Linked DNA regions of Mus musculus: all the other regions are linked to region 2. A link is a contact called in public HiChIP or PLAC-seq and promoter capture Hi-C data. All regions are on one chromosome and are shown on one strand. The core of a region is the stretch at or near the end of the contact, and the rest is flanking DNA. Distances in the headings are between cores, read along the strand shown.

Region 1 (3,523 bases), core at 405-2,904, 200 kb before region 2:
AGATGGAGGCCGGGGGATCTCTGTGAGTTCTAGGCCAGCCTGGTCTATATGAGATCCAGGCCGGCCAGGGCCATGTAGGGAGACCCTGTCAAAAACAACAACAACAACAGAATGCAGATTTGTGGTTATGAATATTTGGGTTGGAGTGGGGGACTGGGGTAGAATTAACTAAATCTATAAAGTTCCACAGAAAAATCCTCACCAGTGTCTCATGGAATTTCTGAGAATTCACTAAACTGCCCCCACAAATCTCTTCTTAAGCTTATTTTTAAATAGAGCCACAGATTAAAGATCTCCCAAACTGCATGACTTTGAAGCTATGTTTTAGAGCTTCTCTTTGTCTTTTTATTTGTTTGTTTGTTTTGAAACAGGGTTTCTCTGTGCAAACAGAACCTGGCTGTCCTGAAACTTGCTCTGTAGAACAGGCTGACCTCAAACTCACAGAGATCTGCCTACCTCTGCCTCTGGAGTGCTGGGATTAAAGGCATGCGCCACCACGGCTTTTAGTACTTTTCTAAGTGCAGTTCATGGGCCTCAGCATCAGAATCACCCCAGGTGTTTGTTTAGTAAAGGAATAAGACAGGATGGGAGGAGAAACCCTGCAATCCAAGCTACTAGGCATGCCGAGGCAGAGGAATCATATGTTCAAGTGCCACCTGAACTACAGCTATACTTTAAGTGTAAGGTCAAACTATTAGGCAACTTAGTGAGGATTAAACCTCAAACAAACAGTAAGCTTGTAGGAAAAAGGGCATTTGTTTCAGAGTCTCTAAGGCATCATCAGGTAAAATAAACAAAACAAAAACTACTTCCAAAATCCCTGAGAAGAGTGTGTGTGTGTGTGTGTGTGTGTGTGTGAGTGTGTGTGTTTTGGGAAGCAACATTTGAAGGTCATTGCTTTATTCCAACTCTGGAGTTTTACGTTAATGTTGTTTTCCTCTGTTGTTTTGAGACATGTTTGTTTACTGTTCACTTGGCAAGCGTACAGAATACGGGTTAGTATGAACTCATTAGAGAACATTAACTGTATTTGTATTCCAGATAGAAAAATATCTGGGAGTTTATGTATTTTGTAAAGAGTGTCTCTGGGTAGTAATGGGAGTGATCTTGATTTCCTTCTATTCTTATTTCTCTCTCTTTTTTTCTTCCTCTATTTAAAAATATGCTTCCTCTTTCTGACTTCAATTTCCCCATCAAGGAAAGAGAGTGTTATAACTTTGAACTTCAAGAGCATGGTCTGATCTGGTCGTTAATGACTCCATACCCCCTAGCTTCCCTATCCACCTATAGTATAAACTGTGTAGGTGGTCTCTATACTTGAATAATCGTGTATTATTTTTTACATATATTTTCATATATAAATTTACATACATATATATCTTGAGAGGCCTAGCAGCCGTTTTGTTGCCAGAAAAAATGATGCTGTTTGTTCTCAAGGACCTAGAATAGAAATAACCCACTGTCTACAAGCATCAAAGTTCCTCCTTTCCTGCTAGCCTTAAAAAAATGCCCTCCTCGCACAACTCTTTCTAGTTTAATAATGGCTGTGAACCAAAAAGCCAGGGCGTGGCCACGCCGCCCTCCTGCCCGGACATCACCGCCTCCCTCTCAGTTTCTAAGCATGCTGATTGGCTGAAAGGAATAAAGAACCCCGCCCCTGGTCTTATGACTCCAGCTGAAGCGGCGAGTCCAGGCTTTTGCGGTGCCTGGGTGCCTCGGTCGGTGGTCTCTCGTGCTTTCGCTTCCGCAGGGCTGCGAGGGGATTCGTTGGAATTGTCGGTCCGGTGGTCGCCTGGCCTGAGGGATCACGATGTGCCTCTCTCCGGTTAAAGGCGCAAAGCTCATCCTGATCTTTCTGTTCCTAGGTGAGTTTTCGGGCCCTCTGGTGTCTTTGAGCCGGGCCCGGGGGATCGGGGAGTTTCAAAGGCCACAACCTGAAAGACTGGTCTTTGAGAAGGCTTTGAGAGACCGAACAGCTGACACTGGGCGGCGGCGGCCCGAGGCGGCGGCGGAGGGGGGACGCGGGGGGGCCGGGAGGGGGGGACACACGACCTGGAGGAAGGCCTGGCCGTGGGATGGCCCGCCAGGAGGGCCTCTGAGAGTAACAGCGGGGCAAGTAAGGGGACGAGGGAGGACGACGTCAAGGGATTAGGCAAGAGGAGCGCAGAGTTCTAGACCTCTGGGCTAGAGAGAGCAACTTGGAAAAAGAGTCGGGGAGCAGACACCGGGGAGGCTTGGTTTCCTGGATCAGGGGAGAGTTTTAAAGATGGTGAAAAAAAAGTGTAGAGCGAGAAATGAATTTGGAACGGAAGGCGCTGTACCCTCGTGAAATTATTGGGGAGGGGGAGGGCATAGGGGGGTAGGTAGATAGGACAGTAGGGCCCAAGGGACAGAGACACCGTTTTGGGAGCTTTGTAGGTAGGACTTGAGGCTGGGAGAAGCAGTGATTGAAGAGCTAAGGAATGGCCTTGGAGTTTTGAGAGTGAAGGGATACACACACACGTACATACATATACATATAGTGACTGGGGCTGGAGTAACTTCCGGAAAGAAAAGTTATATCCAACCTCTGGAGACTAAAGGGATGAGTTGATAACTTTGGTGGGGGGTGAGTATCTGACTTAAAGGTGGTGAGGATCTCGGTTTTTTTGTTTCGTTTTGTTTTTTTTTTTTTTTTTGTTATTGTTGTTGGTTTGCTTGATTTTTGTTGCTTTGTTTGTTTTTCTCGAATAACTTTCGCTACTTCCTCCCAGCCAGACACCGGACAGAAATACCCCTAGATGCTAAAGCCGGGGAGCTTCCAAGATGGTAATTGTGTATCTGAGCTTTGTATATTCAATCCATTTTCTTCACAACCGCTTGGATTTTTTTTTTTTTCTGCTTCTTTTTTTTCCTCACTACAGGTCAGCTTAGTCGTGGTTTTAAAGTGGTGGGAAGAGTTGCTGGGTTAATAATGTTGGTTGTTTGTGATCTGTCCCAATAGACTTGAGAGTCCATAACAGCCTAGGCTTGAACTTTGATCCCAGTGTCCTCCTGACCTGATTTACTCTGCTCCTTGTTACCTTGTGCCTTCTGCTGTTTGTGCTTTAATAAAGAGATAGAAGAAAAAGACCCACCAGAATGGGCTGGAGATAGGCCTATTGAGGGGGCTTTGAGAAAGCAAAAGAATTGCATTTGTAATTCACATGTTGGTGGGATAGAATCAACTGGTACAGTGTGTTCTTACACAGTGGGCATTTGGCAATATCTTCTTAGAGGCATTAATTTTTTTCCATAATAGCTTTTGAGGTTTTTTTTTTTTTGAGATTGTATTTCAATTATATTTCCCCCTCCCTTCTCCACCTCTAAATCTTCCCATATACTTCTCCCTTCCCTTATTCAAACCCATGCCTTCTGTTTTTTTGTTATTAGATGCTTATAAGTATTTGTATAGATATATGTAGTCCAGAGGAATTTTTGTGTGTCCCACTGGGCAGCTTCGAGTGGATAGAGGCCAGGGATCCTGCTAACCTGCTTGCAAGGA
Region 2 (3,244 bases), core at 590-3,089:
AAGTATGAGATATTCAAAGTGGTAGAAAGAAGGGCTAAACAAACAGGACCGAAAGACTATCTTTGCAACAGCAAAAATCCAAGTTTTCCTTGGGCCTTTGTGCAGCTCCTGAAGAACGACCTACACGCCAAGCTTGATTAAGACACACATCTTTACAAGAGTGGCCATCTTGCCTCTATCTAGGACATGTGCCACAGATCTTTAGACCACATCTGTAGTGTAGAACTGCTAATAATACGTGACAAAGCATTCAACCTGGCCCCTGGGGTATCCAAGTTCTTTACAAAAGCCTTCCTTTTAACCTTCAGGAAGAATCTTTTCTTCCTTTGGAAGGTGGAAAAGGGCAAGGGTCTTTGGTTACATTTCCTGGGTAAGGAAACAATGTTTCGCAGCAGATTAGCAAGGCAGATCTGGGAGGAACACAGTACTTTCCTTCACCCGGTTGGTTCACGGTCAAGTCAGGAGGGGTGTGTGTGTGTGTGTGCGCGCGCGCGCGCCGCTCCCGGGTGCGCACATGTATGAACATGTGTGTTTGTCGAGATGAGAGGTAGATGTCAGGGGTGGTCCTTAACCACTCTCTCCACCTTATTTTGTGAGACAGCATCTCCGCATTGGACCTGGAACTGGCCAGCACCCCTGGGGAATCCTCCTGTGTTTGCCTCCCCAAGGCTGGGATTACAAATAAGTGCTGTTGCACCTGATTTTTCACTTGGGTGCAGGGGCATGGGACTCAGACCTCGGGCTTGCCAAACAGATGCTTTGTATATTGACCCCCTCCCCCTAGCCTGTCTGGACAATTTTACACTTAGCTTGGATTGAGTTGTGGAAGCAGGGCTGGAGAGATGTCTCAGCCCTTAAAGGCTAGGCCTTCACAACCTAAATTAGGAGTTGTGCAAGCAGGGCCACAGAGCCTGCCTCCTTAGCAAGAGCATTTGATATCCAGGTTTGCATCTCACCTCTGTAATTTAGTAGCTGCAAAGGCATGGAGAGTTTCAACTGATACTCAGTTTCTTCATCTGCAAAATGGGTCTATGGATCATTCCTTTTTCTCCCTTACACGGCTGCTATGGTCTAAAAAAGCCTATCTTGATATAAAATCTCCTGGAACAAAAATACAAACTGGGGTACTGATAGAGTGTCATGTTTTCTTTAGCTGAACCTCCTTATAACTCTTGGGGGGGGTTGTTGCTTTTCAAATTATCAGTTGTGATGAATAAGGCTGTGTTCTCTGTCTCTAACTGTATAATTTTATACACTCCGGTCACATCCCTTCTCAGCCTTCATCGTTCTAGACTAAAGAGTGCGCATTTGTTTAATCTATCTTCATAAGGCATTCTGCCCCCCCTCCAACCACTACCATCCTTTTGATTATAGAGTGGCCCTTTTCTGGACTGTCTCCAGCTCCATTATGTTATTCTGGAAGCTGTAAGATCAGACCTGAACAAGTGTGTGTGTGTGTGTGTGTGTGTGTGTGTGTGTGTGTGTGTGCCTGTCTGTCTGTGTCACTGTGTGCATTCTCCAGCTCCGAACCTCTAACTCTGTCCCCCTCCCCAATTATGAATCTTGTAAAAGAAAAGATGATCGCCCAAGACCTTCTGTTCAAACTGGGAGAAGGCCCCTTGGCCTCAGGCTGAAGCCTCCTTTTTCTCTCTGCGCAGCTTTGGCCCCAAGGGGCGAAACGGTCTCCCTGTCTGGCAGGCTGGGAGGTGGATAACTAGGATGGGGAGGCCGAGGGGGGAGGAAGAAAGGGGGGGTCTTGCGCAAGCGCACGCTGCTGCATGGACGCCAATGCTGCTGCCTCCCGGAGCAGAGGGAGGCAGAAGAGGAGGGAGGGAGAAGAGGGGGAGGGAGGGGGAGGCGGCACTTGGGCTGCAGCTCTCAACCCGAGGCAGTCAGTCCCTCTCAGCGCTAGGGAAGACCGAGAGAGGCAGCGGCAGAGTAGGATGCTCTGCGGGGCGCCCTGAGCCAGGGGCTCTTGAAGCAGCTTCGGGGACAGGGGCAACTGGACAGCTTTCACCATGCATCAGTCCCTGACTCAGCAGCGGTCCAGCGACATGTCCCTTCCCGATTCCATGGGTAAGTCCTGTCCTCTGGGAGGCAGCAGTAAGGGGGTAAGTGCGTTGTCCCCAGGACAGCCAGCTCCTGCCTGCCCCAGTGCCAGCCAGAGAGAGGGCAACCGGGATGGGGGTCCACAAACTCGAGTATCTGGAAGGTGGACCAGAGCCCCAAGGGAGCGGCCCAGCTGTGACAAGTGTGACGCGCTTGAGATTGGAGCGCCAAGCTAGGGTTGGAGTAGCCTTACCTAGCCCGGAGTGCATGTGAGTGTGTGTGTGTGTGTGTGTGTGTGTGTGTGTGTGTGTGTGTGTACAGACTTGCAGCTGTGGTAAATCTCAGCTGTCTGGGCATCAAAACACTTCCTCCAAACCTGTGCCTTTGCTTTCGATTCGACGCTCCTTCTTTGCAAAGTCCACATCACTTCTAAGATCACGACTAATGATAATTAGAAGAAGCAGGATCTTACCCCCCCCCAACACTCACACACACACACACACACACACACACACACACACACACACACACTCACTCACTCTAGGTGATATCTTGAAATTCAGACCTGCAGTGGTCCGGGAGCTGATTTACACTTCGCAGACCCGGTGTGTGGGGTGGGGTGGTGGTGGTGGGGTGCTACTCAAGGGAATGGGGGTAGAAGAAAGGGTATGCTGGCAGGACGGGAAATCCTGGGGAATCACTCAAGACAGCACAGCCTGGACATACGTAGCAGAATGATCAGTCCTTGAATTTGATTTCTATTCTACTCCAAACGCAGAGAGAGAGAGAGAGAGAGAGAGAGAGAGAGAGAGAGAGAGAGAGAGAGAGAGAGAGAGAGAGAGAGAGAGAGAGAGAGGTGGGGGGTGGTGGTGGTGAGAGCACTAGAAAAATAGGATCCAGCGCAAGCCCGCGCATCTTCTGAAGTCGCGCTTTCCTCTTCAGCGGAATGAAGGGGGAGGGGCACCTTTCAACACCTTCCTAAAATCTAGAGGTCCGCTACCGTCTTGCACCAACTTGGAGGCCCCTCGAGGGTGCTTTTCGGTAGCTACAAACGAATTTTAAGAAATAAAAAACAAAACGAAACAAAACAAAACAATTGCCTTTCGCTGTTAGGCACCTTCCTAAGTCTTCGCTGGGAGAAGAAATTAATTTGGAGCCTTGGGTAAGAGTGAAGGGATTGTGGAGCCATAATTCC
Region 3 (3,311 bases), core at 577-3,076, 170 kb after region 2:
TAACAATCAAGGCCACAGACAAGGGAAGTGCCTCCCAAGACTTCAGAAAACATATCTCGCACAAGATGTCAGGAAGAAGTCTGCCGTCCTTCAAATCATATTTCAAAAGAAGCCTCTGTGCCGGGCAGTGGTGGAGCACCCCTTTAATTCCAGCACTTGGGAGGCAGAGGCAGGCAGATTTCTGAGTTCGAGGCCAGCCTGGTCTGCAAAGTGAGTTCTAGGACAGCCAAGGCTATAAAGAAAAACCCTGCCTCGAAAAACAAAAAAAACAAACAAACAAACAAACAAAAAAAAAGCCTCTGGCATCTTGGGTACACTGAAGAAAGCACAGAAAAGGGTACATGGCACAAAAGTAAGAAAATGGTAAGAGTAAGTTTTGTGATGTTAGAGCCAAGGTGTCGAGCTTGCTAGCTAATGCTACTGACTGTCTTGGCACTGTAGAGGAATTTAGATACGTCTCTCAGATGGAGACACAAGAAAAAGGCTAATGAAGAGTCACCAAGAGACACTTTCCAGATCATAGATAGAGAAGCAGGAACAAGCAGGTTGCCTTAGCAAGATTCAACTGAAGTCACCCTTGCAGCTTGGGGTAAGGTCGCCAGGAATAAGAGTGGTAGGCAGAATGATGGCCTCTCATGGACCCTATAAATCTCCTAACCTTGTAGTTTGTGGATATGGCTTCAGAAAATTCTGGATACCCAGTGACTCCTGAAAGTAATTAAAGTTTAGGCCATAAAAAACAAACAAACAAACAAAACGACAACCTTCTGTTCTGGAAGGCTCCCTGGTACACTAAAGAAGACCTCCCTAAACATTTTAAACTGTGACCTTTTTGGACCTGAAATTTTATGTGATCAAAGGTAAACAGGCACAAAACACTTGTACCCAAATCAAACACTGACTAATAATGAACCATGAAGACTTTTACTTTATATACTATAAAAGGGCCCCAGACATTAGCACAACTAACTCCATGATGGAAGTACCATTCAGGTAATAAAACTAAGCACATAGACAGTACCCTTCATCAAAATAAAAACAAAGATCTAATCTATCAAAGTCCATAGTTTTGGGAAAGTCTCCAAATGGACTGACCTTGCTTTTTTGGCTTCTGTAGTTCTGCTTCTGGCTAACTCTTCTTGTTAATTGAAATATGTCAGCCCAGGATGTGTTTTTTATGTTTGGTAGCTCATCCTGAGACAATCTGGGAGCTATACTGGGGTCACAAACACTTAAACTGGTGTCCAAGTATTCTTCTCTGGTGGATACAACAAAAATACATATACATCATATACATATAATTATATTCTTTGTTAAAATTGCAAACACATCTTTATATTTACACACATATGCTTTTATTTTTTTTTATACAAAATTAAATCATGGCCTAATTTGGCTTTCTAGGATGGAAAGGATCAGCCAACATTTTTTCAGAGTTGTTCCATTATTTTGACTTCATAATTTACATAATGAGAATGCTTCAAATAATAGGTAGTACAAAGAGATGAAGCTTTATTTAGGGTCACATAAAAATAGGAAATTATATCCTAAAACGGTAGTTTATTTAGTTATCTTATTTTTATTGATATTCTGCCTTCACATCTAAATCAGCCTAAAATGCATTCTAAGCCATAGTCAAGATCCTGTCTTAGACCCAGGGAAACTCCTTAACTGAGATCCAACTAGGGCTTCACTTCTCATATGAGTTAGAAAACTAACGTTCTGTTTTAAGTCGCCCTTTTTGCCACGCCCGTTTATGACAACTGTCTTATTCTATAGGGCAGATTCACACAAAGTTCTACCCCGTGTGTGCCTAAACTAGAGCCTCACACAGGTTTGTGAGTTGAAAGCCAGTAGCATCGGTGGAGGAGGACGAGTGTCTGTGTCAGAGAGGAACGTGTGTAGCCTAGGGTAACAATTTAGAGGGCTTCAAGGAGCAGAGCCCCATTGGAAACCACAAGAGTGTGCCTTCTGACGAGCATAGATCATGTCCCGTAAGTACTTCTACTTCGACTACGACTACTATGGGATGAGCTTCTGTGAGGAAGAAATCACGACTGAACCCGAGGAAAAGGTGGCCTACACATCAAACAGTGGCGGCTTCGCCGATGAAGTAACAGGCATCCCGAAAGAGGGCCACCAGAGCTCTATAGGCGAGCATAGCTGTGTCATGCCTAACACTCAGGACACTGGGCGAGAAGAGCCAGAGGAGACCAGTAAGGTGGCCGAGACCAGTGAGCAGTCGTTATTCAGGATTCCTCGGAAAGCATACAGATTTACACCTGGACAGCTGTGGGAACTGCAAGCAGTGTTCGTAGAAAATCAGTATCCAGATGCCCTCAAAAGGTGTGTGTTCCGGGTTTGTCCCTCGGGCTCTTTTTCCTCTCCCCTGACCCCTTTCCACTCTTGTTAAAATGTTTTAAAGTCTTTGAGATTCAGCACATAGATTCACTCACAGTGGCATACCTTTGTCCCTGAGGTACAATCTCCTCAGAGCTTCAGGAGACATAGCCTCAGCGGACGCGGCGGGAGTGCGCCCTCTAGCGAGCTCAAGCCGTAACAAAGACTGAATCTGAATAAAACCTAACTAAACCTACACGGCAGTAGTGGAGGGTTTTGCAAAGCAGTGGCAGGCCCCCTGCATGCATTTTGTTGCGAGGGCTACCAGGGTGGTCACAGCCTCTCTTTAGTTTTATTAAATCTAAATCGGGGTCTGTCTGAGTTGTGCAGGCTGGCCTTGAATCAACTCTGTATCCCTGCTCGCCGTCCTTGAACTTTTGACCCTCCTGTCTCAGCCTCTTGTCTTAGCTGAGATTACTGGCAGCAGGGTTGACCTCCTTCCCCTCTCGGCCTTAAACCCACGAAGTTTTCAGCTAACTTTGTGCTGGTGGTTGGGGAGAGTTATTATCGAGAGGTTCTGAGTGGAATTTGTTTTCTCTATCGGTTAAAGAATTGAAAGGCAGGAAAGGTTCCAGACTCGGCAGGCAGCAATAGGTAACAAAGCTATTAAAACGGAAATAAGACTGGTGCAAGGCAAGGCAGGCAGAGAGATGCCCCTCTACTAAGTAGATAGGGGCATCTGAAAATGAAATGTTTTTTTTTCATCTGGGGGTGTATGTGTCAGCCTACCAAAACTGCTCATTCTTAGACTAGTCGTTTTAGACAAAGAAAGGCAAGCTGACAGGTTCATAGCTTCATGTAAACTGAAATATGATCAGGACAGGCTTTGAACGTACCTGACCAGACTGCAGTGGTCAGCCAAAGGCAGGAGAAAAGGCCCACTAGGCCTTTGTCTCAGGTGAAGAAGGTGA
Region 4 (3,492 bases), core at 86-2,585, 230 kb before region 2:
TTAACTAAATCTTGTAAAGCCATGGCATGTAATCTTTAAAAGCCATAGCAACCGCGGCTTGTTAACCCTCAGAGGTCGGGTTAAAAGGAGTATAGTATCTATAAGCTTCTATCAATCTTTCTAGAAAAACAGATGGGGGCTCTGTAAGGCCCTGCATCACTTCTCTTACCTTAGCCAAATTGGTGGGGCGTCTCATCGCTCCCTTTAGACTAGAGCCTGGCCAGTAAACTGTCAACCTCTCCTTACCTTGCGCCGTGTTGTAGTTCTAATCTGGCCGGTCCAGAGGGAACCCAGTGTTCTAATTGTACAGATCAGCCGATGAAAAAGGCCAATATTGGAGGGTCTGCAGAAACTGCCTGTCTGTGGGCAGGTTGCCCATAGCTCGCAAAGGAAAAGGCAGAAGTGGCGTCAGGAGCTTCATCTGCTGGGGGACTCTGGGCTTGTCGGCTCCGGGTCCCAGCTGTAGGTCCTCGGTCCTCAGACTGTGCCTTTAGCAATCTCAGAGCCGGGTGCAGGGACTGCTTCTTAGGGCAGAAAGGGAGGGCACTGTGCTGACCCACTCCAGTGCATGGGAGCAGCCGGGGGAGGGCTCTGAGAGGCGTGGGGGAACCCATGGTTTGATTTATGGCGGTGAATTCTGAATGAGGTAAGGCTGTTGATCCAGGTGGGACCAAGGTTTACTCTGAAAAACAATGGCTTTAACCTCAAAGATAAAGAGTAAACCAAAAGTCCCTTCCAGTGACCATTTTACATTAAAAGTCGGCCACTCGGAGGCGCAGAAAGTCTGCCAGGGTCCCTTCTTAATTTCTACTGAAAGATTATGGGCCCTTGATCTAACTTCAGTCCAGTGGTCTAATGTCAAACTTAGGGGGGTTGTTACAGTCCGTCCAGTACCATGGAAAATACAAAACAAACACAGAAAACACACATACACACACTGACAAATACCTGAAAACAGACACAAAAAACAAATACACACTGACAAATGCCTGAAAACAGACACAAAAAAAAAACAAACACACACTGACAGATGCCTGTTTTCCATCAAACAGACAAAACCAACTCAGAAATGCAGATTGTCAAGGGAGTATACTCCCCGCCTCAGACAGACTCCTAGAGTCCTTCCCCTCGCTCAGGGCTTCAGAAATACAGATGGTCAAGGGAGTACACTCCCCGCCCCAGACGGACTCCTAGAGTCCTTCCCCTCGCTCAGGGCATCAGAAATACAGATGGTCGAGGGAGTACACTCCCTGCCCCAGACGGACTCCTAGAGTCCTTCCCCTCGCTCAGGGCGTCCCCCAGAGCGAACAGCAGCCGGTGATTCCAGCACGTCTGCTGTTTACACTCAGTGCCTCATCCCGAGGCAAAGGTCGACGTTGCGGCTGCAAATTTCAGCACAGAACCTAGCCGGCTTACAGAAATATTTTGGACAAAAAATTTCACCTCCAACTGGGTCTTCGGAGATGTGGGTGGTCACGCCAATCCCGGGACGAGCCCCCAAATGAAAGACTCCGAGAGGAGCCCCTCTCTCAGGCCTCAGGACAATAGCGGATACCCAAGAACTCACGACAGATTGAGCTTGTTGCAAACCACATGAGGCTTTATTCGGGGAAAGCCAGAGCTCTGTGGACGACTCATATCCCACGCAGGGGTAGAGGAGTCGACCTCGAGGGGAAAGAGTTCCCAGTTTTTATAGGCCCTCAGGGGGGAAAGGAGAAGGGGGAGATTAGGGGATTTCCAGATCTAAACAATGTCTATTCTCAAGAAATGAGTATGGGAGGGGTACAAGGAAAGAGTCTAATGAAGGTGCAGCAATGGGCACACACCTGGTCAGAACATTGGCAGACACACAGGTTCAAGGAGTGGCCAGAGCATTGTGCACCTCTATTTTTCTAAATCAGTGAAGCTAGTTCTGCTAACACTGACGTCTATCTTGCCAATTTCAGGGCTTCTGTGTCCTTTTACATTCTGCCAGGATCTTTCAACAGTATGATTCTTAACTGTAGCAAATTTACCATTATGGAGTAGCAACGAAAACAATGTTATGGTTGGGGGTCACCACAATATGAGGAAGTGTATTGTGATGGTTTGAATATGCTTGGCCCAGGGAATGGCACTCTTAGCAGGTATGGCCTTGGAGTACGTGTGTCACTGTGGGTGTGGGCTTTAATACTCTAGTCCTAGCTTCCTGGAAGTGAGTATTCTGCAAGCAGCCTTCAGATGATGTAGAACTCTCAGCTCCTCCTGTGCCATGCCTGCCTGAGTGCTGCCAAGCTTCCTGCCTTGATGATAATGGACTGAACCTCTGAACCTGTAAGGCAGCCCCAATTATATGTTGTGTTTTATAAGACTTGCCTTGGTCATGGTGTCTGTTCACAGCAGTATAAACCCTAAGACATATATTAAAGGGTCTCAGTTATAGGAAGGCTGAGAACCACTGCTTTAGACGATTATGCTCTGTTTTCCTTTCACATTGTGTGCATCCCCTGAATTCTATCTCTAGATGCTGAGAGAGGCATTCCCGTCCTTTGCCAGTGCATCCTCTGCTGGGTTCTCAAGTAGACCTTGCAGAAGCAGCATTGGTAACGTTATTTCTGTTCCTCAGGGTTCTTCTCTAATAGTCCTTTCTCTATTGTGTCTCCTCAGCACTTAATGGATGAGGCACACCAAGTGCTTGTGACTCTCTGGTATGTTCAAGAAACGTCTGTTACACGTGTCCTTACGGCATGTGCCACAGGTTCCTTTCTTACTGAGCTTGTTATTTCTGTCTTCGGAGTCTTACAGAGGTGAGTGCTGAGAGGAAACGCTCTTCCTCCAGTTTGCAACAGCAAGGGTGCTGCGTCTAGCCCTGAGGAGTGTGGTCCACGTCCTTTGTCAGTCCATCCTCTGCTGGGTTCTCAAGTAGAGCTTGAAGAAGGAGCATTGGTAATGCTTGGTAACCACACTCAAACCCAGAGATTCTGGTGAAAATATAGAAGGGGTGTGGTGGTTAACAAGCTGAAACAAACACCATGCAGGAATTGAGGGAGACACTGTGTGAAGTGTGAAGCCCTGCCTTTGTCTTCCCACTGAGACAAGTGGCAACACTCACCAGCACTGTCCTGTGGATTTGGCCCAGGCCTCATTGATCTGGTGCTGAAGTTCAGCTTTTTTTTTTTCTTCATCTCTTCATCTGGCTCTCCACTCTTTCCTTTCATAGTGATTAATCTCTAAACACACTCAATCCACACCTTAAATTCCATCTCAGCGTCTGCTTTTGTAAAGTTCAACTTGTGACAGGCCATGCCCTGACCTCTAGGAATGTCTTCCTTTCTTTTCTATTGATGTCCACAAAACACTATGGGCAAGGCAACTTATAAAAGAAAGCATCTAATCTGGGGCTTACAATTCTAGGACCATAATGGTGGCGAGAATGGCAGCAGGCCATTGCAGGCATGGCATTAGAGCAGTAGAAGAGAGCTTCCATCTGATCCACATGTATGTATGTGCATG

What was found. Promoter capture Hi-C pulls out the DNA fragments that hold promoters and counts their contacts. HiChIP or PLAC-seq counts read pairs in DNA pulled down with a chosen protein or histone mark.
Region 1: a contact with region 2 is called in an H3K27ac HiChIP or PLAC-seq map of stem cell-derived neural progenitor cells, with 4 times the contacts expected there. The contact joins the promoter of Lamp2 here to the promoter of Tmem255a in region 2. A contact is called at or near these places in 10 of 39 promoter capture datasets (the 3T3-L1 cell line, the C10 cell line, the HPC-7 cell line and 7 more), 6 of 484 Hi-C or Micro-C datasets (cortical neurons, differentiating embryonic stem cells, embryonic fibroblasts and 3 more), 16 of 115 datasets of contacts at active chromatin or transcription factors (astrocytes, bone marrow-derived dendritic cells, cardiomyocytes and 9 more) and 5 of 9 other capture datasets (adipose tissue, embryonic stem cells, liver and 2 more).
Region 3: a promoter capture Hi-C map of liver shows a contact between it and region 2. The contact joins the promoter of Rhox11 here to the promoter of Tmem255a in region 2. A contact is called at or near these places in 17 of 39 promoter capture datasets (the 3T3-L1 cell line, the C10 cell line, the HPC-7 cell line and 8 more), 2 of 484 Hi-C or Micro-C datasets (nephron progenitors and neural progenitor cells) and 1 of 9 other capture datasets (liver).
Region 4: a contact with region 2 is called in a promoter capture Hi-C map of liver. The contact joins the enhancer-like site here to the promoter of Tmem255a in region 2. A contact is called at or near these places in 8 of 39 promoter capture datasets (the C10 cell line, embryonic stem cells, liver and 4 more), 2 of 484 Hi-C or Micro-C datasets (cerebral cortex and embryonic stem cells) and 3 of 9 other capture datasets (adipose tissue, macrophages and pancreatic islet).

What each region holds. Positions count from the first base shown.
Region 1 is chrX:38,454,591-38,458,113 of GRCm38.p6, reverse strand. It overlaps Lamp2 (lysosomal-associated membrane protein 2), which reads left to right and starts at 1,654. Exons shown (of 9, transcript NM_001017959.2): 1 at 1,654-1,865. The coding sequence starts at 1,811. It overlaps LOC115489130 (a long non-coding RNA gene), which reads left to right and starts at 1,872. Exons shown (of 2, transcript XR_003953097.1): 1 at 1,872-2,808.
Region 2 is chrX:38,251,076-38,254,319 of GRCm38.p6, reverse strand. Tmem255a (transmembrane protein 255A) reads left to right here and starts at 1,839. Exons shown (of 10, transcript NM_172930.4): 1 at 1,839-2,076. The coding sequence starts at 2,019.
Region 3 is chrX:38,083,654-38,086,964 of GRCm38.p6, reverse strand. Rhox11 (reproductive homeobox 11) reads left to right here and starts at 1,826. Exons shown (of 3, transcript NM_198598.2): 1 at 1,826-2,346. The coding sequence starts at 1,988.
Region 4 is chrX:38,483,559-38,487,050 of GRCm38.p6, reverse strand. No RefSeq gene overlaps it. Among named protein-coding and RNA genes, the nearest start is that of Lamp2, 29 kb to the right of the region's middle. Within about 2 kb of position 1,335, at least 6 of the 459 cell types and tissues checked have an H3K27ac peak or open chromatin away from gene starts, as enhancers often do. A contact at or near this core is called in liver, where this site is marked.